Regions from separate parts of the Mus musculus genome. Here regions 2, 3, 4 and 5 are each linked to region 1. A link is a contact called in public HiChIP or PLAC-seq and promoter capture Hi-C data. All regions are on one chromosome and are shown on one strand. Each heading gives the region's core, a stretch centred on a gene start, on an enhancer-like site or on the middle of the called end of the contact. The rest is flanking DNA. Distances are from core to core; before and after follow the strand shown. Region 1 holds the start of Ebf2 (early B cell factor 2). Region 2 has its middle 27 kb from the start of Gm24981. Region 3 has its middle 16 kb from the start of Gm24981. Region 4 has its middle 67 kb from the start of Gm24981. Region 5 has its middle 30 kb from the start of Gm38409.

What was found. Promoter capture Hi-C pulls out the DNA fragments that hold promoters and counts their contacts. HiChIP or PLAC-seq counts read pairs in DNA pulled down with a chosen protein or histone mark.
Region 2: a promoter capture Hi-C map of cranial neural crest shows a contact between it and region 1. The contact joins the enhancer-like site here to the promoter of Ebf2 in region 1. A contact is called at or near these places in 14 of 39 promoter capture datasets (the C10 cell line, HPC-7-derived erythroid cells, cancer-associated fibroblasts and 9 more), 1 of 15 datasets of contacts at CTCF or cohesin (embryonic stem cells), 9 of 484 Hi-C or Micro-C datasets (brown adipocytes, cerebral cortex, cochlea and 6 more), 15 of 115 datasets of contacts at active chromatin or transcription factors (craniofacial prominence, embryonic basal ganglia, embryonic forebrain and 9 more) and 1 of 9 other capture datasets (adipose tissue).
Region 3: an H3K4me3 HiChIP or PLAC-seq map of embryonic hindbrain shows a contact between it and region 1, with 4 times the contacts expected there. The contact joins the enhancer-like site here to the promoter of Ebf2 in region 1. A contact is called at or near these places in 5 of 39 promoter capture datasets (cranial neural crest, embryonic stem cells, hippocampal neurons and 1 more), 9 of 484 Hi-C or Micro-C datasets (embryonic stem cells and stem cell-derived germline stem cell-like cells), 16 of 115 datasets of contacts at active chromatin or transcription factors (craniofacial prominence, embryonic basal ganglia, embryonic forebrain and 9 more) and 3 of 9 other capture datasets (adipose tissue, embryonic stem cells and liver).
Region 4: an H3K4me3 HiChIP or PLAC-seq map of embryonic limb bud shows a contact between it and region 1, with 5 times the contacts expected there. The contact joins the enhancer-like site here to the promoter of Ebf2 in region 1. A contact is called at or near these places in 13 of 39 promoter capture datasets (the 3T3-L1 cell line, Sertoli cells, cranial neural crest and 8 more), 2 of 15 datasets of contacts at CTCF or cohesin (pro-B cells and stem cell-derived epiblast-like cells), 8 of 484 Hi-C or Micro-C datasets (adipose-derived mesenchymal stem cells, embryonic fibroblasts, embryonic stem cells and 4 more), 15 of 115 datasets of contacts at active chromatin or transcription factors (bone marrow-derived macrophages, craniofacial prominence, embryonic basal ganglia and 10 more) and 4 of 9 other capture datasets (adipose tissue, embryonic stem cells, liver and 1 more).
Region 5: an H3K4me3 HiChIP or PLAC-seq map of craniofacial prominence shows a contact between it and region 1, with 2.7 times the contacts expected there. The contact joins the enhancer-like site here to the promoter of Ebf2 in region 1. A contact is called at or near these places in 3 of 39 promoter capture datasets (3T3-L1-derived adipocytes, cranial neural crest and hippocampal neurons), 3 of 115 datasets of contacts at active chromatin or transcription factors (craniofacial prominence, embryonic hindbrain and embryonic midbrain) and 2 of 9 other capture datasets (macrophages and pancreatic islet).

What each region holds. Positions count from the first base shown.
Region 1 is chr14:67,231,329-67,236,808 of GRCm38.p6, forward strand. Ebf2 (early B cell factor 2) reads left to right here and starts at 3,316. Exons shown (of 16, transcript NM_001360202.1): 1 at 3,316-3,937. The coding sequence starts at 3,807. Gm20675 (a long non-coding RNA gene) reads right to left here and starts at 1,867. Exons shown (of 2, transcript XR_874748.1): 1 at 1,775-1,867; 2 at 1,088-1,419.
Region 2 is chr14:67,590,662-67,596,761 of GRCm38.p6, forward strand. No RefSeq gene overlaps it. Among named protein-coding and RNA genes, the nearest start is that of Gm24981, 27 kb to the left of the region's middle. Within about 2 kb of position 3,355, at least 8 of the 459 cell types and tissues checked have an H3K27ac peak or open chromatin away from gene starts, as enhancers often do.
Region 3 is chr14:67,548,077-67,553,508 of GRCm38.p6, forward strand. No RefSeq gene overlaps it. Among named protein-coding and RNA genes, the nearest start is that of Gm24981, 16 kb to the right of the region's middle. Within about 2 kb of position 2,590, at least 10 of the 459 cell types and tissues checked have an H3K27ac peak or open chromatin away from gene starts, as enhancers often do.
Region 4 is chr14:67,630,482-67,636,670 of GRCm38.p6, forward strand. No RefSeq gene overlaps it. Among named protein-coding and RNA genes, the nearest start is that of Gm24981, 67 kb to the left of the region's middle. Within about 2 kb of position 3,865, at least 6 of the 459 cell types and tissues checked have an H3K27ac peak or open chromatin away from gene starts, as enhancers often do. A contact at or near this core is called in embryonic limb bud and second pharyngeal arch cranial neural crest, where this site is marked.
Region 5 is chr14:67,504,087-67,509,738 of GRCm38.p6, forward strand. No RefSeq gene overlaps it. Among named protein-coding and RNA genes, the nearest start is that of Gm38409, 30 kb to the left of the region's middle. Within about 2 kb of position 3,120, at least 12 of the 459 cell types and tissues checked have an H3K27ac peak or open chromatin away from gene starts, as enhancers often do.

The sequences.
Region 1 (5,480 bases), core at 2,066-4,565:
GGGTCCAGGTCTGTGCTTTGGGATGCATAGAGGCAGACACACGAGAGAGAGAGAGAGAGAGAGAGAGAGAGAGAGAGAGAGAGAGAGAGTTAGTTGTGGGGTGAGGGATGTGTTATGACGCCTGGAGGGCATACCTCAAACCTCCGACTTTGAGAAGGGCCCCAGCGCACAGGATGTCAGGGCTGGTAAATTCTGGGCCAACCGGGCCTTAAAACCAATTTCGGCCTGAACATATTGTCTTAAGCTGCAGTACAACACGAACAAGGGGGAGGGGGAATTCAAACCTGGACTCTGGTATTTTAGAAGGGTGAACAAAAGCGGTGACAACGTATAAAATGAGATCCCAAACCACTTCCCCAGTTTGTGTAACTAGATGGTCGTGAAAAATAGTAATACTGTGAGTTCTGATTTTTTCTCGAGGATGGAACGCGAGACTCCCCAGTCCTTGGTGGAGGAAGCTTGAGGCTGCGAGTGGGGTTGGGTATGGGGGGGAGGGGGCGGACACCCAGCCGGGTCCCGGTCCTGGTCCCGGACCCGGCGGCATTTGTGTTTCAGGTTCCTAATGGAGGGTTATTCTCACGTAGCTGGAGGCGAAGGAGATGGAAGCAACCCTCTGGGCGCCACGATTGCGCGCCGCAGCCACCAGCACCGCTTCTTTAGCACGGGTGGTCAATTCTTCCGCCACCCCTCCCTAAGACCTTGACAAACATAATCAAAGCCAAGGCGGTTGGCAGAACCGCTCTCGGCGCGCACAAGCGTTACAGCTTAGGGCACAAGGCCGACTGCTCCTCTATACTCGGTCTGGAACTTCATTTATGCGTAAAAGGGACTTCTGGACTTTGGGCTCACCACCCTAGGAACCCCAAGTGGTCGGTCCGCAGTCTGTCCCCAGTGTTCAGAGGAGCCGCAGGGGAGGTGGGGTGGTTCCTCAGTGCAGACCACTAAGAGCCAAGCGTCCCACTGAGTTCTAGAGGTAAGGCACCCACACACTATCTTCCAGCAGGGCACCGCCACCCCTGAACTTGTCACTGGGAAGGAGGGAGGTGAGACGCCACTGACAGTATGCTTTGGAGAAGGCAGCAGGGAGCAAGGAGAAAGGAACAATTCATTCGCTTCCTGAGGGGTATAATTTGGGCGGCAGCTGTTACTGGTGAGAAAAGAGGCGTCAGCGACCTTGGCTCTGCCCTTTAACCTGGAGCCTCTGGGGGCCGGCGGGCCGGGCTAGGCCGGAGCCCGTTGCTGCCCCGCAGTCCCTCAGGCTCTCCGCATCTTTCGCGAACATTTTCGAGGTGGAGCTGATCAAAGTCTCCTTGGGGAGGTTAAAACAAAACTAAACAAAAGCCAGCCGTTTCATCCACACGTCGGAGGGCTCATTGGCTGGTCCACACTCTTCACCGAGGAACCTGAGGCCTTGCCCAGCTGGGAACATGGCCGGGACAAGAAAGAAGGACAAGAGATTAGTTAAATTCAGCAGACTTAAAAAAAACAAAAACAAAACAAAACTAAAACTAAAACCAAACCAAAACAAAAACGAGCAGGCCCAGCTCGAAGACTCTGGGTGGTTAGTTTTTCCTGGGGTCGCAATTATCCGTAAAGTCTTGTGTAACTGAACTGCGCAGCTGAAAGAGCAGAGGTGGATCTTATCTCGACCATTTTCTCCCCCACCCTCCCTCTTTTGTTGGATAACTGCCGAATGCAACTAGGCCTCTTATTTTCTTACACTCAACTGTACCTCAAGCCACCCTGCCTCCCCTTTAAGCCTGAAATTAAAGACCTGGAGTTAGGGTACACCATCAACGCGACTCCAGCCCCCCTCCCCAGTCTGTGCAAAGAGAGCCCCAGCCAGCTTTCAAGTCAGTCACTGCTGTAGAGAGAGACCAAGTCTTCCGGAGCACCATCCCGCCTGCGCAGTCTGTAGTCACAGTTTGCCCCTGAGGTGAAGTGACGTGCTCAGGTCCCCTTCAATGGAGACTCAAGCAGTCTCTGAAAGCGCAAGCTTCCTTTTCGCTCGCCGGGCAAACGTGCACCCCAGGCGCTGTGTCCTCTAGCGGCGAACTCTCGCAGCTCGTCTGTGAGCGCTCACCTACAGCTAGGGGGTCCGGTCAGGAGTCAATTGACACTCAAACCTGAGCCCTGAGCCGGGAGGAAAGACTCCCGACTGTAATGATGCTGAGAGGCTCGGGTGCAGTCGCTCGAACCGCGGCGCAGCTGATTGTCTGCTCCACGGCAGATGGTCTTTGAGCACAGATTTGCATTCATTGTCTTCAAATCTGTTTTCGCGCTGGCGTTCTAGATTTCAACAGCAGATCTACGCGCAGATCAGAATACAAAAAGAGAAGCAAGAAAATAACACCCAGCCAGGAGGATTTTTTTTTAATAGGCACCTCCAGCCGTCTAGGGTTTCAGCTATTTTGTGGAGCCTCGGCTTCCCGACCACCAACCTTCGCGACCACAGCGCTCGGCGGACAAAGTTTCCAGGACTTCTTCACAGACGCCTCGTGTCTCTAACGCAGGGTTCCCCGGCCTTCAGGGATTGGGGAGGGAGATTTTAAAAGGGGGGAGGATTCGAAACTTCATCCCGCAGTTCTCAGCCAGCCAAGCTGTCAGCAACCTCTCCTATCTGCAAAGGTGCGTACTCCCGCCCTCCCGGGGCTGTTTTCCTTAACTCCTTCACCATTTCCCTTCACAGTATATTTATTTAAACTGCACTTGAGCCTCATTCGTCCACACTCCGCTCTCTCCTTCCTTCATCTCGCCTCTCCTTCTAACACTTGTGGCCTTCGCACGAAATGATTGCTTCCCTGGAACTCTCTGAGACTTGGTAGACCGGTTCAGAAAGACGGATGCCCTGAGGGTAGTGTTTGCGAAAAGCATAAATACAGGTGGTCACAGGTCCAAACCCCGGGAATGAATCTGTAGGGTCTCCCGCAGGCGACAAAAAACCTGCATCTAGAGGCAAATCCGCGCTGGCTTCCTGCTCCCGCGATCGGAAAGAACCATCATGATCCTAACTCTCAGAGTCCTGCTACTCTGTTTTGGTGCAGGATTTGGGGACCCCCTTTCCCACTCAGGCCAAACACTCGGGACTCTGGTCGGGACTCGGTGCTTGTGGCTTGCTGTAGCCTTTCACCTCCCGGACTTCGGGCAAAGCAAAGCTTGGCTAACGCCGCGGGAGGACGTCCGCCCAGCTTGCCCAGAGCCGGCCAATCCCGGGCGTCCATGCAAATGAGGCTCCTTATCGGGCCTCGGCTCCGCCTCCCGCGGCCTGGGTTGTAGTAACCATTCATGGGGCCCGCGCGCTGCAGCAGCCCGGCTCTGCGGCGCTCTCAGCCACCGCCTCCTCCCCGCTCCGGGTCTTCCCCTTCCTCTTACAACTGATCCTGTTGGGGATTTTTTTTTTTTTTCCTATATCGGAACGGTGGGGAGGAGCAGGGAGGGGGGAACAAGGAGGAAGGGGAGAGATCAGGCAGCTATCTATCTCCTCCTGTTTTTCCCAGAACAGGTGATGCTTCCAAATTGTGGCCACTTTCTGGAGAACGTTCTGCAGCTGGAAGGATGCGGGCGACCTAGAGTGGAAGCCCCGAGGCGGCAGATCTGAAGCCACCGAGGATAAAAAACGCAAACTTTGCATTGTGCGTGGAGGAACGGGCTGGCTATTTCTTTCCAAGAGGGCCCCCAAACTTCGGCCCTTGCCGCCTTTCTCGGATTGCTTTTGGAGAACACCATTTGCTGGCAGCATTGGAGAGTGAGGACGGTGTTGTTGTAAAGTCACTTTTAAGGCGACAGTAGAGGACCAGACTTTTTAAATGTTTGGGATTCAAGATACGCTAGGAAGAGGACCAGCTCTGAAAGACAAGTCGCTGGGTGCCGAGATGGATTCGGTCAGGTCCTGGGTCCGGAATGTCGGCGTGGTGGACGCCAATGTCGCGGCTCAGAGGTAATGAGACTGGAGCCGTTGTGCTCTGAAAGTCTCTGGTTGTGTCTGTCTCCCCGAATATCTCTTCCCTTTGCTCCCTCTCTTTCTCTCTGTCCTTGTCTCTCCTCCCTGGCTGTGCGCACTGGGGCTCTCCCTGGGCGGGCAGGTCGCTGCGACTAGGGGAACCCTTTTCCCGCAGTCGACACTGTAGTTTCTGAACTACCGAGGTCACGGGTGTTTCTCCCCACAGTCCGTTCTTTGAGGACAAAAAAAATTTATTAAAAGTAGCGTTCAAGCTCACATCGTGGCGTTTACTCTTGGACTCTAGCGGAGTGGCGCGTGAAGATCCGAGCTGGCAGCCGGCGCAGCGGCAGAGCCGGCTTTCCGGTCACTCCTAGGTTCCCCCACGCTTCCTGCGAGCGCCTCTCCTCCAGCATCATTCAGGATGGCTTGGAGACTCGGGGAGCCCAGCGGCCAGATGGTGGCGGCGGCGAGAGGATCCGGAGAGGCCTGAGGGGCTGCAAGGAAAGCAAGGCGGCCGGGAGCTCTAGGAAAGGGGACATGCAAGCGAGTCCTGGGTGAGGGAGAGTGGGACAGACAAACCGAAGAGGCCGAGGATGGACCGAAGCACAGGAGTAGTCGGGGAAGAGGAGAAAATGGAGCCGCAGAGAAGAGCACCCTCCAGTTTTGCGGGTTCCTCAAGTTGATTTTGTTTCCAAATCTTCGCGTTTACGGATGGTTAAAATTTGTCTAGGGTTCCATCCCACGAAGACATTCCAGTCCCGCTTCTCACTGTCGCTACTGAACTGAGATTCATGGCCCTCGTGTCCAGACTACAAGAGCCAGCTCCTTTACCCTCTCCAGACACCCACAAATTTCTTCCAGGACTCTCGACTCTTCCTCTGCGCTCTGCGTTCTGCGCCAACCTCCTTAAATCTCCGGACTTCACGTTGAGAAATGACCCCTTTTGCAGATAGGCCACATCTCCAGGTGTCCCGGGTAGAGCGAACTGGCTGCCACCCTTCAAGGAGTGGCAGCAAAGGCCGCAAGCCGGATGCCTGAAGTGGCAGCTGCGGTACCCGATTGCCACTCCTCCGAAGCCGAATGCTCAGTTGTCCCCGAAGCAGATGGTACTTCGCAGAGGCCTTGGCTCTCGAAAGCGGTCTAGGGGTTCGCTCCGGCGGTGACAAGCCGAGGGAACCAAGACAGTTCCGCAGATCCGCTCCTTAGCGGGGGCTTAATAACATTTCCCTCCAGTCTTCCCGTCCGAAATAAAATGTACTTTATTAAAGTTCGAAACAGCAGTCTGTGGTGGTCTAGCGAAAATTATACACTTTCAAAAAAGTGACTGAGACCATGCCCAGCACAAGAATCCAGAAGACCTCAGGGCCACCAGGCTGCCCTCACCATCTGTCAATTCGCCGGCTCCACAAGGTTTTCAGTCAAATGTGGCACTATCAGAGACAGGCATATAGGGAGGTCCTGTGGACGCATCCAAGGCTCTGGCAAGCTCTGGGTCCAGCTATACAGAGTCAGGGAATTTGAGAAAACACTCGAGCGCGGA
Region 2 (6,100 bases), core at 2,105-4,604, 360 kb after region 1:
TAAAGTTCTTAGGTTTCTTGGATTTGCATGTTCAGTTTTTCCTCCTTCAATTTAAGGAATTTCTGGCCATTATTTCATCAAATAAGTTCTCTGCTCATTTCTTATCCTTCCGGAACTTTACAATAATGCACTGCACTGAATTGCTTAGCAGCAGCATCCTACCAGCCCCAGCATCCTACAAGCTCCAGCATCCTACAAGCCCCAGCATCCTACCAGCTCCAGCATCCTACCAGGTCCTTGACTCCTTTCTTTCTTCCTTTCTCATTTTTCACTGCTGAGACACAATGATTTTAGTCCATCTGTATGAAGTTCTTGTATGAAGTTCTTGATCTTTCCTCTTTCTGACTCAGTCAGGTACTGGAACACTTTCCAGAGAACTTCTCAGTTCAATTAAGTACAATTTGTGTTTGTTTGTTTGTTTGGTTGGTTGGTTGGTTGGTTGGTTGGTTTGGTTGTTGTTTGTATAGCTTGCCCCCATCCCTTGGTTAGTTTTCTCCTTTTGCTCATGCATGCTTCACCCAAAGAGATTTACTCACCTGTGTTCCCCCTTTAATACTGGAATGTTTTTTTTTTTACTGTTATTAGAAATATTTATTAGGTGGTTCATCCATCTGCCTCTCTTCCGGGTCAGGCTCTGTGGTTTAATTTCTGTCTTTTCATTATGTCATGATCTCCTGTTCCTTTGTGTGCCTGACCATGATGTCAGTGGTGATAATGAGTTTAGACTTTAGACATTTGGAAAAAAACGATCGCCTGCCCTCTTGGACTGTATCAACTGGCTTCCTGCAGCAGGGGGTTGGGGTGGGGTGGGGATGGGATCGCACTAATCAATCAACCAAGGGACAGATTCTGGTGCCTCTCAAAACGTTTCTGAGCAGCATCTGTTCTGGGCATGACTTGTGCTTTAGGTCCTCTCAGATTCCCTTACATGCTTCTTGAAAGCCTTTAATCTCTTGCTACTGAGGGCATCTGCCTGTGCAAATGCAATCCCCGTGTGCCGCTGGGACCACACGGCTTGCAGTGACTACAAGTCCTGTTAGCTTCGGAGTCAGACAACGTAGACACATTTTCCAGAATGGACGGAACACTGAACATGGTTCGCTTTTTGTTTCTGCTCAAAGAGAGGTTACCTGGTAAAGGATGTCTCTTCTCGGTGACATGGCATGGGAAGTACAGATAAGTTTGCAAAAAGCTGCCAACTTTCTGGTCCTCATATCTGGAATCCCTTCCTGATTTGGTGGGCTTATGTGAAGATGCTGAGAACCTTGACTGATCTCCAGAATTCTAAACGAGCGCTTTTCTCTCAGCTTGGTGTCTCTGTGGAAGAAAGCTTCACTTTCAGTGTTGTATTGTCTAATAGTGAGAATAAAATATTACATTTCCTATGAGATGTGAGTCTCCGTTTCATGGGTATCTCTTCATCTTTCACCCGTCAAACCCAGAGACCTCGGCTTGGATCTCTCTCACATTTTTTAGTCTACCCTTATCGTTCCCTTTGACAGACTGCATCTCTCTCCTCTAGATTAAAGGACATGAGACAGGGAAGTCAGGGAAGAGACTTGTGAGTCAGTATGTTTCAGCTGAAAAGCAAATGACTGAACTAACGAATGGGTGAATAAATGAATGAATGAGTGAATGAATGAATGAATGAATGAATGAATGAATGAAAAGGTGCTCAAATAACAGGACAAGAAATGTAATGAACCGAAGGCAAGCAGTCAAGAATAGGTAAGTCGGGGCCCTAAGGGAAAGCGATAGAGACCCAGAGAAATTTGACAGAGGCACTCACAAAGGAGCAGGGGGAAAAAATCACAATTCTATTTACATCTGACAAGGCCTGTGAGTGCCGTAATTCACACGTTTTTATTTTAATTGACATGGAAATATGAGCACTGCCGCTCTGGAGTGCTTTAAAAATCAAATCTACAGCAAGCAAGAGGCTTTCTAGAAGATTACTCACCTGGGAAATGCTAAAACATGTTGACATAAAACAATAAACTTATTGGACTTTCACAGAGTCCCATGAACAACTGCGGGCTGACCACCCGGTCCTCAGAACTGGAGTCCTGTTTTATTTCCCATTTCCTGGTGCTGAGACCTAAGACCCATCTATGAAATGCTGCAGGGAAAGCAGGAGGAAGAAGAAAACACCCAGGTTGTCCTCTATGTTGTTGTCGGGCATCAGTGATGGAACTATGTCCCAAGGTCAGGGCCACCTGACAATGAGCACAGTTACCCAGCTCTTTGACCATCTGCCATAACTATGTCACTTACTTGCTTACTTACTAAGTACGGAGCTTACTAAGCCCTGGGTGGCAGATTTACTAATAGCTGGGAAGGAGTAGATCTGGAGGTATGAGTGTGGGGGATGGTGTCTTGGTTTAACAATGGCCTGCCTTAGCATCAGTGGCCAGCATTATGACACTGCGCTCAAAAAGGCCCGAGTTATTAGCCTATTAGTATGGAAAAGGTGACGTAAACACAGGAAAGCAAAAGCAATCACTCCAAGTCTAACCAAACACCACGGACGAAGAGCACAGCTGGAAATAAGCACCTTAAGGCTCTGGAGCTAGTAACTCCTCTACTCAAGGGTCTGCCTTGCTGTTGTTCCAAATTTGGCTAACATTCGGCCTCTCTTATTAGAACGGAAATGTTATCTACAGTTGCTATCCCCTTCCCTACTTCAAAAACGTTGTTTTTAAAACATGATATGAATACATTAGAGACTCTTTTCAGTTCTTGCAGGGGGAAAAAGTTCAAATGCAGGAGTCTACATAATAAAGCCTACCCAGATATAACAAATGGGGCTGTCAGATTGATTCTCACTTGAGACACCAACTGTAGCTAATATTCCTGGATATGCAGATGTTTTCTGTCTCTTTCTCTCAGACCAAGAAAAAAAAAGGCATTTAACGGGAATAATGATAAATTGGTATTAATATGAAAAGACTCTGCCGCACGGCGACAAAGAACCCTACAGGTCAAGGTTGGAAACGCATGTGAGCGGCCGAATCCTCACCTCTGTGCAGAGCGGGAATTCATGAGCTAAATCCACTCTGTTGGAAGACCACACAACATTCTTCTTGCAAAGAGAAAAATAAGACCCTGGACTGGACTAAAACTTCTGTTGAGAGAGACCGGATCCCCTGCGGTGTCTGAAACACACTCCACTGTGCTGACGCACATAGAAATTAAGGGCTCTGTAAAGAATCAATGTGCTCACACAAGTCTGTCCAGGGGCTAAAAACTCTAAAGCAAACCCCGTCCGTTCTTTAGTCCCTGTGTGGAGCCCACAGCTGCGCTCAGCAGGTTACACTGTCCCTGGCCGCACCTCTGCTCTCCCTCCTGGGATTCCATTCCCTGACATCGACAGTCACCTCCACATTTGGTTCCACTTTGGCTTTCCCAACCTCTCACCTTCTTGTGCACTTGTGTGGATGCTCTCAATCTGTGGAGAAATGTAAGGAAAACCCGCACTTAGTTTCTTCTGTGTAAAGGAAGAGACAATAGGAGGTAACGGCTAATTGTCTGACGAGGCCTCTCCTGGATGAAGCGCTGATTCCCAGAGAACACTGGGGAAACCCTTACTTGAGTGGCTTGGTAGTCGTCAGCTGCTCTCTGCAGACCTGGAGTCTGTAAACGCGGAGACAGCCTTCGGAGAATTTACTTTGAACAAACAAGTTAGTTCCACGGCTGGGGGTGGGAGGTGAGGGTAGTTAATTTACCGGAAATTGCATGCTATGATATTCAGTCTGTGCATGTATACTCTGAGCCGACGTGGCCTCACTGACTCTGTGAGTCATAAGACTAGAAGTCAGAAACTCACAGAAAGGTGATCAGAGTCTTCACCCACTGGGCTCTGAGCAGCCACACACTTTTCTGCTGAGATGATTTAGGCAGTCAGCCTCCGGGTTATCCTGACTGTGTTACAGAACTCAACAGAAGACAACCTCTCATCTTTCTCCATGTTGATTTGCTTTTTAATTGGGGATGATAGAGCATAGGTGTTTGCTATTATCAAAGCTTACCGAATCTCCGCAATAGCAAGCTGGATTTCCTGTAACGTGGACGCCAGATGGAATGGTGGATTGCTAGAGAGGATCCGTTAGACAAGGAACACCGATTCTGGTGTAAGGGTGATGGGAACTAAAGAAAGCCGAGCTTGTAGCTGATCACATGGACATTTAGCCCACAGGAACTACACAGCTCTTCACAGTCTCTGACAAACCTCAACGGTTACTCGAACGTGCTTCCAGATGACAAGACTCCAGAATCAAGCTTATTACTAAGAGTTCTGCACTGTTGTCTTTCCCTCCACTCCAAGGTTCCCCTTACAGGCACATCTTCTTTGCTATACAGTCTTGTTCCATCCTGTCTAGGGTCTGTGATATCCTGACCGCTAATGTAGAAGTAGTTCTTTCCCGGACCTCCCTGCCTCTTTCTCCTCCGGTGAACTTTGAATTAATTCCTTTCACGTGGGGCAACTTCACATAAATGGCTCACAGCATCCTGTGAAAGGGCTGATGGGAAGCTCAAGCCCCTTTCACTTTCCTGAAGTTTGGACCATTAGCTTTTACCCAGTGCTTCTTGCTAAGACCCTGGTATGCTGAGATCCCTCTATCACAGAGTGAAGATAGTCAATCACCCTTCCTCTCAGTTGTAGCTACACCATAATTGAGCAAGGACTTATTTTTTGTTTGTGACTCTTGGGTCCAAATGCAAGTTTCTGACAGCAATCTAACCTTTATTTACACTGCTCAGTGATAACCATGTATGGAAGCCCTCAGCATCTGTGCCTAGCGAAACAACAAGAGCAAAATGCTCACAAATGTTCACACGATTTCCCTCTTTCTGGTCATTCTAACCTTCCCGTAATGTACATAGTACATTCTATTAAAAATATTAATTAATTAATGTTGACAGAACTGTAGAGGCCATGTAGGTGTTTGGTACAACACAAGGTTGAAGATGATGTCGGGGCAGCAACTACTGGGGACACTGATTAGAGTCTCACTCAGCCCCATAACAAGCTCTCCAGATCTTGACACACCAGCATAGTTTATCAATAAGACAACAACCCAAAGAAAAGTAAAACAAACAAAATAAAGCACAAAACATGAAAGCCTTGCCACTTTGCAGTTATATAGAGATCCATCTTCTCTACATCTAAATGTGCACCAAGTCAAACATGGCTCTGTGTGTGTGTGTGTGTGTGTGTGTGTGTGTGTGTGTGTGTGTGAAGAGCCATGGGACAGAAGCATTCTTCAAGGCTAGGTCAACACTCCTGCAACTCATTTGTCAAAAGACACATGTTCACTGACTTCAGGAAACACCAGTTCTGGGTGAAAAAAAGAAAAGACTATTCATTTCCCGATCTCACAAGGAAAGGTCACTTTAAAACCCATGAGCCAGAAGGAACAGGCGGGTAAACAAGAGACCCAATTGTCTTCCTCATCCATTAGCTTCTGCTGTGTATCCTGTGAGTAACTCTCAGATTCTACAAAGCCCTCAATACTTATTTCTGAACAATCCAAGAAGTGAAATGAACTCTTCGTTAATGGTCAGATTAGGAAACTGAAGGCTGGGATTGGAGAGATGGCTCAGTGGTCAAGGGTGCTTACTTCTCTTAGCCCCTAGTTTGACTCCCAGAACCCACATGGGAGACATAATTATCTGCAATTCCAACTCCAGGGATCAGATGCCCTCTCCGGGTTTCTGTGTGCAACTGCACATATGTGGCATACACTCTACTCTCACTAACACATCCACACACATATGAATAAAATATACAAAATAAATCTTCACAAACAAATAGATTGCTTACTTTTATTTTTACTTTTTTAAAATAAAGAAGATGGTATGAGGCCTCAAAAAGCTTTAAGCCCCCAATTTAGAGGCTGTTTAGACATCAAGGTTTAGTATGTTTATTTAATTGGCATTTGCTTGACACCTGTTGAACGAAGAGTACTTTAAAAGCATAATAAGGCAGTTAAGATACAATCCCCACCCCAAGAAAACAATTCCATCCAATAGAGTGGCAATCTGGTGGGACAGCTGAGAAGCTGCGGGAAGCACATGTCCAGGTGAGCTTGGAGAGTCC
Region 3 (5,432 bases), core at 1,340-3,839, 320 kb after region 1:
AGCATTAGGAAGGTTGAGAACCACTGCTCTAGGCAGACCCTTCTCCACACTGGCTCCACCTTCACCTTGTCAGTTAGGGGCGTAACTTAGGTAGTATGACTAGATCAATCAGATCCATTAGAAAGACAGATCATGTCCCAGGACTCACAAGGGGCTTCTTCTAGAAGGTGAGCACTCCAGAGCCTAATTCTTTCCAGATTCCTCCCCCTCCCCCCCAACTAATCTATCTCTAGCTTGCATTCCACTCCACCCCAGCATTCCAGAAGAAATAATGCCATTTATAAGAGAATGACAAGCACCCATTGATAGTGAATGAAATGGTTTCAACCATAATGTGTAGTCTGCTGATTAAACATGGTCACAAAACTTGCTGGGTTTTTTTGTTTGTTTGTTTGTTTGTTTCAATATAGAGTCTCAATTTATAGCTCTGGCTGGCCTGGAACTATATAGACTAAGCCAGTCTCAAACTCACAGAGCTCTGCCTGCTTCTGCCTCTACTTCTAAAAAGGTTGAAGTCATAGTACATAATTAAAAATATTCAAAAAAAGTGATTTGAGACTTAATAAAAGCAAAACCAAACAAACAGACAACAAAAACCACCATGGCAGAATTATCCCGGAACACCTAGTTCAATAGGACTGCATCTAGTGCTGAAACCACGAAGCATGAGCCCTGCGTCTTTGAAAATGCCACAATGAAATACATTAACCTGCATGCTGACATAAAAACGCTAATTTGTGAGGCTGAAGAGATGGCTCAGCAACTAAGAAGACGGTTGCTCCTCTAAAGGACCTTGGTTTGAGTCCCAGCACTCAGAAGGCAACCAACTCACCACCAGCTGTAACTCCAGTCCCACAGGATCTGGCGCCCTCTTCTGGGCTTCTCTGGTACTAGGTGTGCATGCGGTATACAAAAGGACATGACAGCAAAATATTCAAAATCATAAAATAAGAAAACATTTCTAACTGAAAATAAATTGTAGAAGATATTAATTGAATAAAATTAAAAGTGTAAAATAGCATGCGGCAATGATCTGACCCCTTTACACAAATTCCACAATCACTATCTCTATGCTTCCTGGCTCTATTTTGTAGACATTTACAGATGCTTTCTGACAAAAATAGGACCACGGAAAGCAAAGACCTGTTCACACTTACATCAACAACGTTCTCACTGCTGATAGAGGAAATCAACTCGGAAATAGGTAATGCCAAACGGGAGACTAAGCAGCCTGTTGAATACACAAGAGCCCGGCTTCTCTATCCCTTCCCTTCTTACACACACACACACACACACACACACACACACACACACACACACATACCATCTCTCCTTAATAATTCAGAGGTTTCTTTGCATTCTTTCTCTGAGCTCAGGCCTCAAACTATTTATTTTTTCTTGCTGCAATCTTTCCAGGGTACACTTTTATCAGCATTTCAAAGGAGCATCACTTGGGTAATTTTTAGTTGATAGTTGATTCCACTTTTTATATGGGTTAGAGGTCACTAGCTTACTAAAACATATTCCTTATTTCTAGTCGTCCTGTGAGGGGTGGGTTTTCTATTCTTTGTTAGTTTGAATCATTTAAAAAAAATGATAAAAAGACAAACATGTGTCCTTTTATGAAGTCCCTATTCTATAAGACACATAAGTCTCATGGTCTCACTGGTAGAACTACCCTGCCGTGGGACTCTGAGGAGTAAGGTTGGGGCAGCTGGTGGGAATGCATCTCATTGGCTGAAATTTCTAATGTGTGATATAACGGGCTCTCACTGGCTAGAGGTTGGTGGCAGCCCTCCCCAAACGCAGCCCAGACCCTAAAGATTCAGCAAACCCCTTTTGGTGTCAGATAAGTCTGAATTTGAACAAGAGTTGGTTGCCCTGAGTTCAAGGCCAGCCTGGTCTACAGAGTGAGTTCCAGGACAGCCAGGGCTACACAGAGAAACCCTGTCTCGAAAAACAAACAAACAAACAAAACCCCAAAACAACAACAACAAAGGTGTTGGCTGCCCTTTTCTAATGTGTCAATAATAAATGCATTGCACTGACGTTTCTTCAGCAGGGGGCACCACAAAGAGCAGAGGCAGGACACGATGAAGCTAGTGGCAGACCTTTCTCTGACTCCTGACCATGCCCTTCCCTCTAGCACCTATGCTTCCCACCCAAACAACTCTGAAAAAGAACCAAACCAATCAACCAACCAACCAAAACCCCAAAACTCCCTAACGTGGCACTGTCTGAAGCCAACAGAACTTTTTTTTTTGCCTTAAAACTCCCTGTACCCCAAAGGGTAATACTTTGTCTCTATTTATATCCACCTAGAAAGGTATAGGTATAATGTATATCTACTATCTCAACGTACAATCGTCACGTGATTTTTTTCCCCATTATGAAATCTCTGTGGATTTTTTTTTCCTTGATATTCTGGAGAGGATGCGGTCATAGCAGCTGTTGGGGAAATATTGCCTCCTCTTTGTTCTGAATGCTGTTTAAACATTGGCAGGGGGCCTCATTAAAGATGAATCGTTGAATTAGCAAGTAGCATTGTAGCTTGAGGAGGCAGCATGTGCTCCTGTGGTGAAAACAGATTTGCACAAAGGAGGGAGGGTTAGGGGGATGTGGGGGTGGGAGGTGGACAGAGGATGAAAAGACAGAGACAGAGCAATGTCAAGTGCTTTGCAATGGCTCCCTAGCCTGCCCAGGGCAGCAGAGAGGCACCAGCCATGCAGAAAGGATCCCCAGCAGAGTCCTGGCTTTTGGGGGTGTGAATGTGAAAAGGAGCCCCTTCATAAGAGGGTAACTGGGTTATTCATAACCTTTTCCTTCCTTCAGACTGTGGTGAATGATTGCCCTGTGGCCTTTGATGATGGAAACCTTGGGTACCAACAGCCCTTGGGCTGTCAGCATTATTTAGCCAGTGACTAACTCTGTCCCTATTCCATGCCTCCTGTCATAGAGGCGGCAAAGAGGCAGGAGCAGTTTGCTTGTTTTGAATGTCTTTTTCCTATGTTTAAGTCCTTTCTCACGTTCATGAAGGTTTCCATCTGATTTGGAGTTTAGTGATACCGCAGACAAGCCTCAGGGACTCCTGCGGAACCAACTGGTCCCATTCAGGAGGTGCGCATCCCCACGTCTCCCGAGTCTCTGTCTCATTACTCAAGGAGGCTGTCTTGTGGGTGTGTGGTTGCCTGCGATCCTATTCTTTCTCCTGAGTTCTGATGCATTAAATTTGTGAAGTAAAAAGAAAGAGAACAGAGAGCAGAGAGACAAAAGGATATAAGGTAATATAAAGTGATATAAACTCTACTACATATCAGACGCTATGCTAAGTGCAGTGGCCCAATCATATTAATTATCTACAGTAGTAGCCCAGGGGTTTTATCCCCATTTTACATGTAAAGAAACCAAGTCTCATAGAGAATAACATGCCTTCAGTGGCATGACTGATAAATGGCCCAGCTAGAATTCAAACCACATCTAACTGACTGCAGACTTGAGTCCTGGGTCTACTACTCTTAATGTACATTTGCATGTACGGTAGGAAACAGGATTTGTGTGTGAGAGTGAACAGTCTAAAGTAGGATCCTGAAAGGCTTTGTCTCCAATTAACTCTCCCCCTTGGATCTGAAGACAATCCTGGCTCAATTCCCTTCAGGAAACCATCTCCTCTCTCCTTTAATTCTTGCCCAGCTCCTGAGGTCACCACCTTTGGAGGCAAAAAGGACCAAGGAGTCAACATCCTAACAAACAGGGCTTCAGAATCTTGTCCTTTTGAGCTGTTCTGTTGGTGAAGGTCACGTTCCTTGCCTGAGGGCTCAATGCAGATCTGCTAGCTTGCTCCCTTACCAAGCAGCCCCCAACCCTTCCTTCTAGGAACCTGGAGACTTTGTTTTTATACAGCAAAAACTGATTTACAAACAGCTCAGCGGGTAATTTACACCAACCATTGGAGCTGAGAGAATGGTGGACAGAGTTTCCGGTCCCCAGACACCAACCACATCATCACACTCCTTCCCTCTTGCATGGGTTTGAGGACAGACAGACATCATAGTGACATCAAGGATCTCATTATGACAATAAAACAGAGCTATGAGGTGGCTCACATTGGTTTTTATCCAGGTTTTTTGAGTCACCAGAACAGAGTTGGCATCACTGGATTGTTGGATGGCAGAGACACATGAACCGAAAGACAGTCTGATTTACAAGCACACACGAGGCTGGTTTCTGCGCATGTGCATGTACACGGCTATGTGTTTGTGTGTATATGACCTAAATCATATTAATTATCCACAGCAGCAACCCTGGGAGGGTTTATTCCCATTGTACGTGTAAAGAAACTAAGTCTCAGAGAGAATAACTCACCTTCAATGGCATGGGTGATAAACGGCCCAGCTGGAATTCAAATCACACCCAACTGACTGCAGACTGGAGTCCTGGATCTGCTATTCTTACTGTACGTTAGCATACTGGGTAAGAAAAGGGATTTGTGTGTGAAAGTCAAGAGGCTAAAGTGGGATCCTGAAAGGCTTTGTCTCCAATTAACTCTCCCCAGGGGAGCTAAAGAGTTCCTGGGTCCTCTCAACACTGTGTTGTGTATTTGTTGTGATGGCAGGTGTGTCATCTGAGTGATACAATGACACAGTGTACCCTCTTGATCAAAGCAGGCAGGTTTCGGTCATCTCAGTCTGCCTTTCTGAGCTGTATGATCTTAGTCAACCTCACTGGCCTCGGTCTCATGTTTGACACTTTCAAAATGGGAATATCGAGGGTTCATTTTTGATCAGGTCAAGAGATGACTAAGGTACTTGTGAAACATGTACATGAAGGTGATTCTAGAGACATCTAACTGATGGGGTTGATGGAAGGATCTGTCCTGGATGTTGGCAACACCATCTAACCGGCTGAGGTACTTGACTATGTAAAAGAGGAAAGAAGAAAGCCAACACTCCCCTTTCTCTGCATCTTGATCTGCCCAGATGTGAGCAAGCTTCCATGGCTTCCCTGTTGTGATAAGCCCAAACAAACCTTTCCTGCTTGAAATTGCTTTAGGGCAGGTATCAGGCCATAGCAACAATGATACAGTAACCAATGCAGGTGGAGACTGTTATAAAATACCCAAGAGAAGCCACTTAGGCCGGGAAGGACTGGTTCTAGCTCACAGTAGGAGAGCTACAGTCACAAGGGTGAGAGGAGCATGGAGACAGGGTACTTCATGGCGGTGGAGGTGTGCAACATCTATCTACTTATTACACGTGCCAGTCAGGGAGCAGAGGCCTGGGCTAGCACTGGAGCAGGCTCTAGCCTCTGTGACCCACCCCACCATAAGCCACTTCTTCCAGCTATGACCACTTCCCAACGGCACCACAGCTTCCCAAAACCACCATCCATGGATCAAATACTCAAACACATGAGTCTCTGCAGGACTTGCGCAT
Region 4 (6,189 bases), core at 2,615-5,114, 400 kb after region 1:
CCTCATGTTTTCATAACAAGCACTTTGCCCACTGAGCCATTTATTTCCCCAGCCCCCATTTTCTTGATTTCCAAATGGTTCCCCATTTACCTTTTGTAGTGTTTTAAATAAAAATGACCCCCATGGGCTTATATATTTGATTGAATACTTGGTTGCCAGAAAGTGGAGCTGTTTGGAAGGATTATAAGGCTAAGGAGGTGTGGCCTCATTGGAGGAAGTGTGTCATTAGGGGTGGGCTTTGTGATTTCAAAAGCCCATGTTCTTATGTGCTCTCTCTCTCTCTCTCTCCCTCTCTCTCTCTCTCTCTCTATCTCTCTCTCTCTCCTACTAGCTAATCAGGACATAGCTCTCAGCTACCTCTTCAGCACCACTCCTGCCTGCTGCCACACTCCCTGCCATAATGATAATAAACTTATCCAGCCAGGCCCTAATTAAATGCTTTCTTGTATAAGAGTTGCCTTGGTCATGGTGAATCTTCACAGCAACAGAAAAATAACTAAGATACTTTTTAATATTACTTATTACTTAATATAAACACTTGTTTTCATGATAAGTTTGATAGAGTCATATTATTCTAACTTTTATGATTTTTGTTTTGTTTTGTTATTCAAGATAGGGTTTCTCTGTGTAGCTCGGGCTATCCGGGAACTCCCTATGTAGACCAGGCTGGCCTTAAACTCTAAGATACTCTTGCTTCTGCCTCCTGAATGCTGGGATCAAAGATGTGCACCAGCACTGCCCAGCCCTTTTTTGATCTTGGTACCTTTTTATACACCTATAAAATCCTTACACGATGGCTTGAGAATGACTTAATGATCCCCAAGAACTGTAATGGTTTCTCTTCACATTTTAGTCATAACTTTGGCTGTGCCTGAAGTAGGAATCAACCTCTATCCCATGGCTGGTGGCTCTCTATAATCACCATTCCCACAGACTTAAAATGCTAGTTTCCTACACAGGAAACTCTATACTAGTTCCTAGGCAGAGCATGAGGGGCCTTTTCACATCCAAGGTCCTCCTCTGCTGCGAGACAATTTATCCATTCCCTACTAAAAGGAAAATTCATCACCTGTGCATAGTTAGATTCCTTGCAAAGCAAGGGGTCAGAATAATAATTAACTATGGATATTGCTGTTTGTCTTTGTTTTTGTTTTAATCAAAGGATATCATTTCACGGGAATCTCTTGTAAAGTAATGGACTTTGACCCAGTGTTTTTGTTGCTGTAATCCATTAGCAACTGGGGGGGGGGGGTGGAAAGAGGTTCCTGTTAAAGGCCTAGCTCTGCCATTGTTAACTCTGTGATACAGGGAGTACCATTTCAGTAGTGTGGAGGGAAGCTAAATGCTGAGCATCTGTGTGCTGCAGGAGAAGATAGGACACCGTCCATCCGGACATCCCATCTGCCACTGCTGCTTTTACCATGGGAGAGTAAGAATCATCTTCCACCACTGGGTAGTGTAAATAGGCCTTTGACCCCACACCAAAGGCCTCTCTATCACTCACTGCTCTGAAGCTGTTTCTGGTCAGCTCCATTGACTTGAATGTAGCTCTAATGAGGCTGAGGTCATGGGTTCAGTACCAGTGTGGTCTAATTACCAATAAGTCAACTATGTTGGACCCTTAGCTTGTACTTCTAAACCAAGCCATAAGCATAGCATATGCATTCTGCACATGTTTAGCTTTGGTCACCCAAGGGGACAAATGGGGCACCCAGAGATAAATCAGTACAAATCTCCAACCATCGTGAGATGAGCACCCCAAGCCCAGCGGTTGACAGGTTTGGACCTGAGCGACAAGAACTCGTTCTTACAATGGCACAAGGGTCATCAGTAATTGGCACACATCCCCCACCCCCATTCTGTGGAGAGACTGCCAAGCTTTGCTCTCAGTGGGCTTATTATTTTAAATTAGAGGAGAGGTGGAGAGGAGGAGGGGTCCTAAGCGTATTCAGGGATGCTTTCAGTTATCAGGGATTTTTAGGGGAACTGGATTAAAAAATTAAAAGAAGAGGCAATACTCTTGTTTTTAAAAAATTACATCATGACATAAACAATATGTTAAAATAATTTGGAAAATAAGTCATAGAAGAAAATAGTCAATGTCAACACAATTTGTGGACCAGTGATATTTTCATGTCTATTTTAATTTATTGTGCAGGTAACATCTTATATAAGAAATAAACGCCTGTGGATAAAATAAAAAAATATATCTAGCATCTCTTACAAACCTATCATTTGAAAAGCATCGCACTTCCAGTAGCTCTTCCTAAGCTGAGGTCCCCAACCTGACAGGAGCCCCACGATGAAACTCCCGCAGGAAGAAAGAGACCCCTGCACCCTCTCAAAACCACTCTCACTTCCCACACTCGAGAATTTCCAAATAGCATGCATTCACCATACTATCATTTGGAAAACATCAAGAGAGCAAGCGACCTTTGTGCCTGCCTAACGAGAATGCCGAGAGCTGGGGTGCTTCCCTCAGGAACGTACTGTAATTTCTCATGGAAACACTTTGTGAAAAGCCAGTCGTATATCGTAGCCCCTAAGTATGAAACCACGGGTCCCTCTAACCACACAAAACAGCTGTGCCCTCCGCAAAAGGTCATCTGCCGCAGTCATGTTTCTCTTTACTTGTAAAGGAATGTCAGCCCATGTTTTATGCACTCCTCATGACAGGGCACTGTTTATTGTATCACCAACCTGCCAGAACTTCAGAACGAGGAAACTGCCATTATGCGGAGAGTATATATCTTTCTGACTCGCAGGAAAGATGAAAATTAAGAACGGCCCCTTTTTGGAGTGGCCTAAGTATTCTTTGACAGTCTCCTACAATATTTCAAATATCTCAGATTCATAAAACCTGATGCTTGACTCTCTGAACCCACTGGAGCCTGGGTAGGAATGTCAGAGATCGAAAGGACAGCGGACAGCTCTGCCCCCGGCAGGTGATCTGACCAAGGACTTTAAACCAGTTTGTTTGGTGCCCCCCAAGGACTCCGGGGCACATGTAAAGAAACAGGACATTAGGAAATAATAACGGCTAATGTATAGCAGGTGCCTGTCCTGTGCCTGGCATGGGACTTGCATTATCTCAATTTGTCCTCACGTCTATGGAAAAAGTCACTCCATGATACAGATAAGAAGAATAAGATCGTCAAGGGACTTGTCATGAGGGCACAGCCACATTGCTGGTGCGAGAGGGCATCTTAAGATTCAAAATCTGGGGAAATACATCAATCCTTGCACGCATGGGGACCCAAATTCCATCCGCGGAAGTGATGCGAAACAAAACAAAGGAAAACAAAAGAGTTGGATGGAGTGGGTGTGGCTGTAGTGTGCTTTAATCCAGCACCGGGAGTGGATTCCCCAGGCGGTTCAAAGCCAGTGAGAGACCCTGTCTCTAAAGAGCAGGTCAAGGAGGGGGCTTGAGGAAGGGACACATCTAAGGAATGACAGCTGAGATAGTCCTCTGGCCTCTACATATGGACACACACACATACACGCACACACACACACACACAGAGAGAGAGAGAGAGAGAGAGAGAGAGATGCTCAAAGCCACACATGTAGTTCACACTCATAGATCACATGCCCTCTAGGCACCCTGGTTCCATGCTACAGTAGTGTCTTTACCATCCTTACGTGCAGCTGATACTGTCTACGGTGTCAGGGAGACAGCATGCATCCTAATCATAGGAACACACATACACGATAAACTATTTGACATCAGATCTGTGTGACCTTAAACTCCACATTCCTATGCCAAAGTTCTTGGCCCCGGGGAGTTTTCTAGAAGCCAGGAGAATGTGAACTATCTTCAGTCCCCTGCTTTAATTCTTGATTGTCTAGGCTACGAGGAGGAGGGGGCTAGGGATGAAGTCACTTGAGAGATCTGTTTTAAATCCTTGTCAAAGTCTGTTTCGCTGTGTTTTTATACTCTAGGCCAGGTGAAATTTTAGGAATGTCAGGATATTTGAGCAAACAGTCTAGATCTGGGGCAGGCTGACGAGGAACATGTGGCCACCACGGAACACGAAACTTGTTTCTGTGAGTTAGTGCAGAGGCTCCCAGCAGGTTGGGCAGTCTGGCCCTGGCCTCCTGCCAATTAGAATTCGATATTCAAGTGCAAGGGGAAATGCTAGGGGTCAAACCATGCGACAGAGATGGGGTTCAGGGAGATAGGGGAGAGGAAGCTAAAAAAAAATTAAGTATACATGGGAATGCCTTAAAGAATTTCAGAGTGGGCAGCAAAGTAACTGCCGGGTTTCCTCTGCTTACAGGGCACTAGTATTCAAAACCAGGGGAGATGCTTCAGTTCTCACAAGCATGTTGGCCATGCAAAACAAAACAGAAAAAGCTAGATGTGGTAGTGGTGTGAGACAGAGACACAAATGGACTTCTCTTTACACACACACACACACACACACACACACACACACACACCTTTCTCTGCTCTTCTTCCTCCTCCCCAATACACTCAGGATGTTGTGTGGAAGACAGAGCCTGGGTGAGGGGCACTGGATGGTAGGCTGTCTTCTCATCTTTCCACTGACGCTCCTGAGTTCTGTGACCTTTCAAGTCACTTATCCTATGCCTTTTCACCTCAGTTTTCACACACACACACACACACACACACACACACACACACACCTGCAGGAACACACAAATATACGCATGCACAAACACGCACACACTAGCAGATCTATACTGAAAACCAGCTGGAACGGTCATATTTTATCCAGTAGCGTGAGGGTGTTTCATCAAATGGTTGCTGTGGTCCTTTTGGGGTCTGGAATGTTGTGACACAATGCCTTTCCTGTCTCTTCTCTTCCTCCTTTACTTCCGATCCTATGTCTCTCTTGTGTGGAATCTCTGTGTCTCCCTTCCCTCTTCCCTCCCTATCTCCTTGATGTTCCCTCTGCTTCCGTTTGTGTTTTGAAGCAGGATCTCACTATGTAACCCAGGCTGGCTACCCTTGGACTAACTTGGCCTCTGGAATGTTGGCTTGAGAGGTGAGCACCTCCACACCCAGCTTCTCCTTACCCCGCCCCCCCCCCTTGCTTATCACTGTGGCACTTTTTGTTTAACCTGTGGAGGGCACTGTTTCAGAGGCTAAGGAGCCAGCTCAGCCATACCTTGATTGGAGCCCGCACTCTGAGCCTCTGTAAATGCCAGCATTCTGCCAGGCGTGGTGAATATGTGGCCACAGGGGAACTCAGATGCCTGTTTCCACTGGTATGCAAACTGTGAATCTCAGGATTTCTTAAACTAATGGCTTGCATGTTTTAAAAGAGACCATCTCAGGAGGAGTCTCAAGCAATAAAGCAAAGTAGCAATTGTCGGAGATACAAAGACATAAGAGGATTCCAGTGGTGAGCAAGGACAGTGGTGCATGCCAACTCTGTGTGTCCAATCCCTTCATCTTCCTCCTGGAGAGGATCACCTAGCCCAGCGCTATCAAGTAGAGTTTGCTGGGTCTACAGAAACGTTCAGTGTCTGTGTACTCCACAATGGACCCAGCAGCCATGTAGTGACTAAGCACTTGAAACAGGTTGGATATGACCAACTGGCTTTCAAAATTCTCTAATCATTTAAGTTTAAACAGTCATGTGAGGCTGGTGGGCATCCATCCCATGGAGCGGTGTAGACAGAGGACATTAGAAAGAAGCTCATGAGGCAACAGGTGCTCTAAGGAGGGTAGACTATGTTACGCAGAATAGAAGCTGGCTAATATCCTTTAAGATATTGAGGACATTAAAGGCAATAAAATCCTGAATCATTGAATTCTTTTTTTAAAAATCTTTTTGTTGTTGTTGTTTTATGATGTATATGTGTATGTGTGTATGGTAGGTCTATGAGTATGTGTGTGTGAGTGTGTATGTCTCTGTGTGTACATATATGTGTATGTTATGTGTCTATATGTGGTGTGTATGTGTGCATGTATACATGCCTGCATATACAGTCACCTCAATGTCTGTCTTTGCCCTCTATCTTTCTTGTTCATTGATGCATGCCCTAGGCTAGCTGGTCCATGGACTTCCAGAACTCTATGGAAGATCTTCTGTAGGCTTTAGCTCAGAAGTGGGATGAGAGAGGCCTTATTTTAAAAAATATCATTATATATATATATTTTATATATACATATATGTGACTAGAATTTTTGTCTACATGTATCTGTGTGCATCATAT
Region 5 (5,652 bases), core at 1,870-4,369, 270 kb after region 1:
AAAAATGCCCCATTGTGTCCTTGCATTGATCATTTATGACTGTCGAGTTCACACCACTGGATGGCCCTACAGGAAAGACAGAAGGCACACCAGCATTTTGCATCTATTCCGTTTGAGGCACTGCGTTAACTACGTTAGCGTATGTCAATTATGTCTGTGGCTGCTTCTGAACACCCAAGGAAACTGAGGCACACAGTTTGCTGACAGTAAAGAGCAAAGCTTGGACTCAGACCAGGCCGTGCAGGCTGCAACGCCCAGACCCTCCCATGCAGGCTGCAACTCCCAGGCTCTCCCATGCAGGCTGCAACACCCAGGCTCTCCCCTGCAGGCTGCAATGCCCAGACTCTCCCATTCACACACTATGGAGGCTTCCTACAGGATCACAGAGGAGAGCCAGTCTGTATCGTAAGATTACTTTTTCTTTGTGGAGTGTTAGGTCAAAGCAAGACATGACAGTTCTAATCAGAATGATGCTACGCATCCTAGTTTACTAGTTCCCTTTCTGCATCTCCCAAGGCCTTGAAAAAGGGATGAAGATCAGAGCATCGCCTAGTTGACTGAGAGATGTACCCTGGGATGCATGGGACAGACTATAATTCTTGTTGAATATATCATCTGGAAAGTGTTGCCTTTTTTCTCCCTTCCTTCCTAACTTTCTCACTTTCTTCCTTTCTTCTTCCCTAATTACTTCCTCTCTCCCCTTTTTATTTCCTTCCTTCTTAACCTCCCTCTTTCCTAATTTACTTCCTTATGACTTCCTCCCCCACTTCCTAGCTCCCTTCTTTCCTGACCTCTCTTCTCTCTTCCTAATTCTCCTCCTGACTTCTTTCCATCCTAACTTCCTTCCGTCCCTCTCCCCATCCCTCGCTTCTTCCTTCTTTCCTTCTTCCCCCCTCTTCTTCTCTCCCTCACTTCTCTCTTCACCCCTCACTTGGTCTCTCTCTTTCATATCTCCCTTCCTTCTTTCCCTACTTAAATGGCACCCTAATGCTAACTCAGGTACACACTTTATAAAAAGAGAAAAAGAGAAACATATTGTGACAACACAGTCCTGTTGACCAGGAGGAATGGACTCTGCTTTCCGAAGAAGCCGAAGCTGGGTGTTCTACTGAGGGAGACGGACACCTGTACCCAACGTGGCACCTGGCTTGTTTTGTAAACATCTGCACACATGCATGCATTTCAGATGAGGGTCAGACACGTCCTTCACAGGGCAATTCTGCCCAGAAAATGTAAGAGAAAGAATGTTTGTGGGAAGCATGTAGAACCCTCTCATTTAATTGATTATGCCCTCCAAGAAATCCTCCAAGATAAGAACTCATGGTCTCACTAAATTCCGTTTTTAAAAGTCTCAATAAGGGGAGGTGGGAGTGGGTGGGTGGGTGAGTGGGTAGAAGAACACCCGCATAGAAGTAGGGGGAGGGAGGGTTTGATAGGGTGTTTCTGGGAGGGAGGGAAACTGGGAAAGGGGATGACATTTAAAATGTAAATAAAGAAAATATTCATTTAAAAAAGAAGTATATCCTTTGGTTCTCTGGGGGGAGTCTGAATAAGGGCTGGAGAGATGGCTCAGCGGTTAAGAGCACTGACTGCTCTTCCAGAGGTCCTCAGTTCAATCCACAAAACACGTGGTGGCTTATAACCATCTTTAATGGGATCCTATGCCCTTTTAGTGTGTCTGGGATAGTGAGTTACATTACACACATACACATAAAATAGATAAACTTTTTTAAAAAGTCAGTCTCAATAAATAGAATTAAACTGAATTTTATCTTTGGATGATTTAAAATGAAAACATTTCTCAGTTATAATTACTATTCCTGGAGTGTTGGTTGCCTTTCCTGTCACCCTGACAAAAATCCCTGACCAAAATAACCTGACGGAGAAAATACTGACTTGAGACTCATAGCTTCCAATGGTTCAGTCCATTATGACAGAGAAAGTAGTCTGAAGAGGGAGGCTTAGTCCACAGAGTGAGAGGATGAGGCAGGTACAGCTCACACAGCATGGGTGAGGAGACCAAGATCACAGGCCAGAACCAGAAGCCAGGATAGCCATCAAAGGCCTGCCGGTTCCTCCTCTAGGGTAGACTGTCTCCCATGACAGCCTCACCAACAGAGGACCATATGTCAAAACACGTGACCTGTGAGGAACTCTCACCTGTCACCACAGCACCTGTCACAGGCCTGCCATGGGCAAGTGGTTTCTGCTCTCACAACTGAACCACAGGTAGGACCTTTCCCGCTACCTTTCATCCTCAAAAGGTTACGTTTAGGCAGGCCAAGCAATATTTTTAAAGCTCTACACCTAGTAAGAACTGGAGACCCAGTTTTAACCCAGGCCTCTAGCACTCCAAAGCCACGACTCTCAGGGCTCTGTGATATGTACTAACAGAGAGCAACCACACCAAACATAATACGTGTGGACCCAGCAGTGGGTGTGAACATTTCCATGGTACAGCTATGATGGTTGAGTCACAGACAAGCTAAACAGGAAAGCATGCACCTCTCTGAAGTTAAAAACAAAACAAAACAACAACAACAAAAAACCAGGAACAAAAGTACCCACAGAGGACCTAGGGTATCAAAGACACTAAAGAACCCCAGGTGAGAAAGGTATTTCTGGATGTAATTTTGAAGCGATGTCTTTAACGCAAATGAAGAAAAAGAGTTAAGAAGAGTGAATTGGGAAGCCAGCCGGCCATGGCCACATCTGCCTCAGTTTGCCCACACCTGCATGTTGCCGTCCCACAGACAGGGCTTCTTTCTGGATTTCTGACTGACTTGAACGAGGGGACCCTGGCAGCCCCACACTGCGCTGAGGGAGGCAGGATACAATTCCCAAAGCTGCTGCTAGCCTTGAGGCTGATGCTAAACTATTTTGTGAGAAAAAATCAGATGAGCAGAAGCAAACGGGTACAGAAGCGTGGGGCAGGTGGCAGGAAAGATGTCCGAATGATGGGGAGGAGAGGGAATGTGTAAAGTGCATCTGTACCTACATATGGCTGAAACTGGAGTTGGATTAGAAATTACTCAGAAGCTAATTAGTGCTGGGAGAGCATCCCTTTGTCACAGGCTTGATCTAAGCACTTTATCTCCGGGAACAATGGGGGCCCGGGCTGCGCTGCCTTAGGCTAGTGAGTAATGGCCTCAGCCATCTGGGACTGTTCTCCAGGACCTGAACCCATGGGAAGCCTCTCTGGATGGCACTAGCACCCCCATGGAAACTCCTCTGCTGCCCCCCAGGCCCGTGACAGTCAGGAGCCTTGATCTTAGCATGAGGAACAAGAACCTGAAGTTCTTTCCTTACCTTAAGCCTTGCCCTCCTCTGCCTTGCCCTTTCTTCTTATTTTCCTTCCTTTGTTTTTAAAGCTGTAAAACGGTAACGGACACCACACTGCTGGTTTGAAGGAGGAGGAGAAGACAGTACTGCAGGGTGGAGCTGCTTAGGACTGAGCGGAGCAAAGAAGGGCCAAGCAGTCACCAATGAGGTCTCCAGAGAAGAGCGAGCAGGGGACAACCCTTTGCTTTGGCTCACCGTGTTAGAGGTTTCAGGCCACCATGGGTTTCAGGCCCATTGTTATGGGGCAAACAGTGAGGGAGAATATCGTGTCTGAAGTATGAGGGTGGGGTGGGGCGGACACATGACACAACGAGGACTGTTCATCTCAGGGCCACCAGGAGGTAAAGAACGGAAGAAGGAAAGAGCACAACCCCACAACCACCTTCCAAGGAATCCCCGCAATGAGTTACCTGCCTCTCAGGAGACCCCACCCTTTAGTGGCTCAACCCTCTACCTACCTCAGTAGTACCATGGATTAGTGACACATGGACCCTCAGAGGACATGCAATCAAAGCCTAGAGAGTGGCCAACGCTTGCTGCTGCCTCCATTCTGTGAACTACTTTACACACATTAACTGTCTTTCTCCCAACAGTTCTGTGAGTCACGTCCTGTTTTACTCTCGCCCTGAAGGTCAAATAAAACCACCTGTAGCCATATAATGGGCAAGAATGAAATTGGAGTCTTCACATCAAGAATCCTGGGGCTGATTTTCCTAGTCAATGTAGTTTCTAATTGTCTTCTAAGCATTTATTTTTATACTCCCAGAAAAGTGTAGCTTTCACCTCTCTTCAAAGAAGCCTCCTTTTGCCAGAGGCAATGAGCCACAGAAATCTACAGCTGGTCAAATGCATAGCTTAAGCTACCATGGGGTCCCCAGTGCCAGTTGGTAAATCTACAGTGCAAGCCCTGCATCTATGTCTCAGGGAATATCAAATCAATATTTCCTGCTTTACATTTTAATCATGAAGATATTACTCACCAAGTCAGGTAAAGTGGTCCTTTCACAGTGCTCCTCCTCACATCCTACTTCCTGTCACAGTGCTCCTCCTCACATCCTACTTCCTGTCACAGTGCTCCTCCTCACATCCTACTTCCTGTCACAGTGCTCCTCCTCACATCCTACTTCCTGTCACAGTGCTCCTCCTCATATCCTACTTCCTGTCACAGTGCTCCTCCTCACATCTTACTTCCTGTCACAATGCTCTCCTCACATCCTACTTCCTGTCACAGTGCTCCTCCTCACATCCTACTTCCTGTCACAGTGCTCCTCCTCACATCCTACTTCCTGCCACAGTGCTCCTCTTCACATCCTACTTCCTGTCACAGTGCTCCTCCCTTCCTTCCGGAGTTCGTTTTCCATTGGATTTGTCTAGCTTTCTATGAATCACTCACGAATTAAGCTCCTATTTCCCACTAGACTTAATGTCCACTTAATATAGTCAAACTTATCCATTATGCTCATTATTTTATTTTTTTCATGAAAATACCCTACTTAATGTAATATATTTTATTAGTCCTTTGAAAATTCATGAATGTATGCAATGTATTTTGATCATATTCACACACAGACACACACACACTCACACACACACACTTCTTACCTAACTCTTCCCAGATCTACTTTCACACACTTCTCCCAACTTCATGGCCTCCTTTTTTTTCTTTTTCTTTTTTTTTAATTAACCTTTTGGAAATATCTTGATAATCTGCTACTTCCTGCTTCTCGCTAGAAAGATTTCCTTCTGGATATTTTCCCCAAATAAACCTCTTCACCCTAATACCAAGGCCTCCTCAGTTCCTCCCTGGACCCTGCAGTCTTTGTCATTTATCCTCTCTCCTGGGACTAGAACCCAAGTGACTTCCTGAGACTGTCAGGAAAATATGAGCCCTCTGAAAATGCACTTTCTCTAGTTTGTGTTTTCTCTAGACAAAATAAATCATCACGAATGAGTATGAAATCCAGGTTACAAATAACTTTACCTCACAAAGCCTGAGACAATTTTATGCCTTTCTGATGGTTTTTTTCAGAGTGAGTTTCCTAATCTTGGTATTTCTAATGTTTAGCCAACATTCATTATTTCTATTATCTTATTTTAATGCCCAACAACTGTGGGGTTTTGTTTGGTTGGTTGGTTTTGGGTTTTTTTTGTTTTGTTTTGTTTTGTTTTGTTTTGTTTTGTTTTTTGAGACAGGATTTTTCTGTGTAGCTCTGGCTGTCCTGGAACTCACTCTATAGACCAGGCTGACCTCGAAATCAGAAATCCGCCTGCCTCTACTTCCCAAGTACTGGGATTAAAGGCGTGCACCAC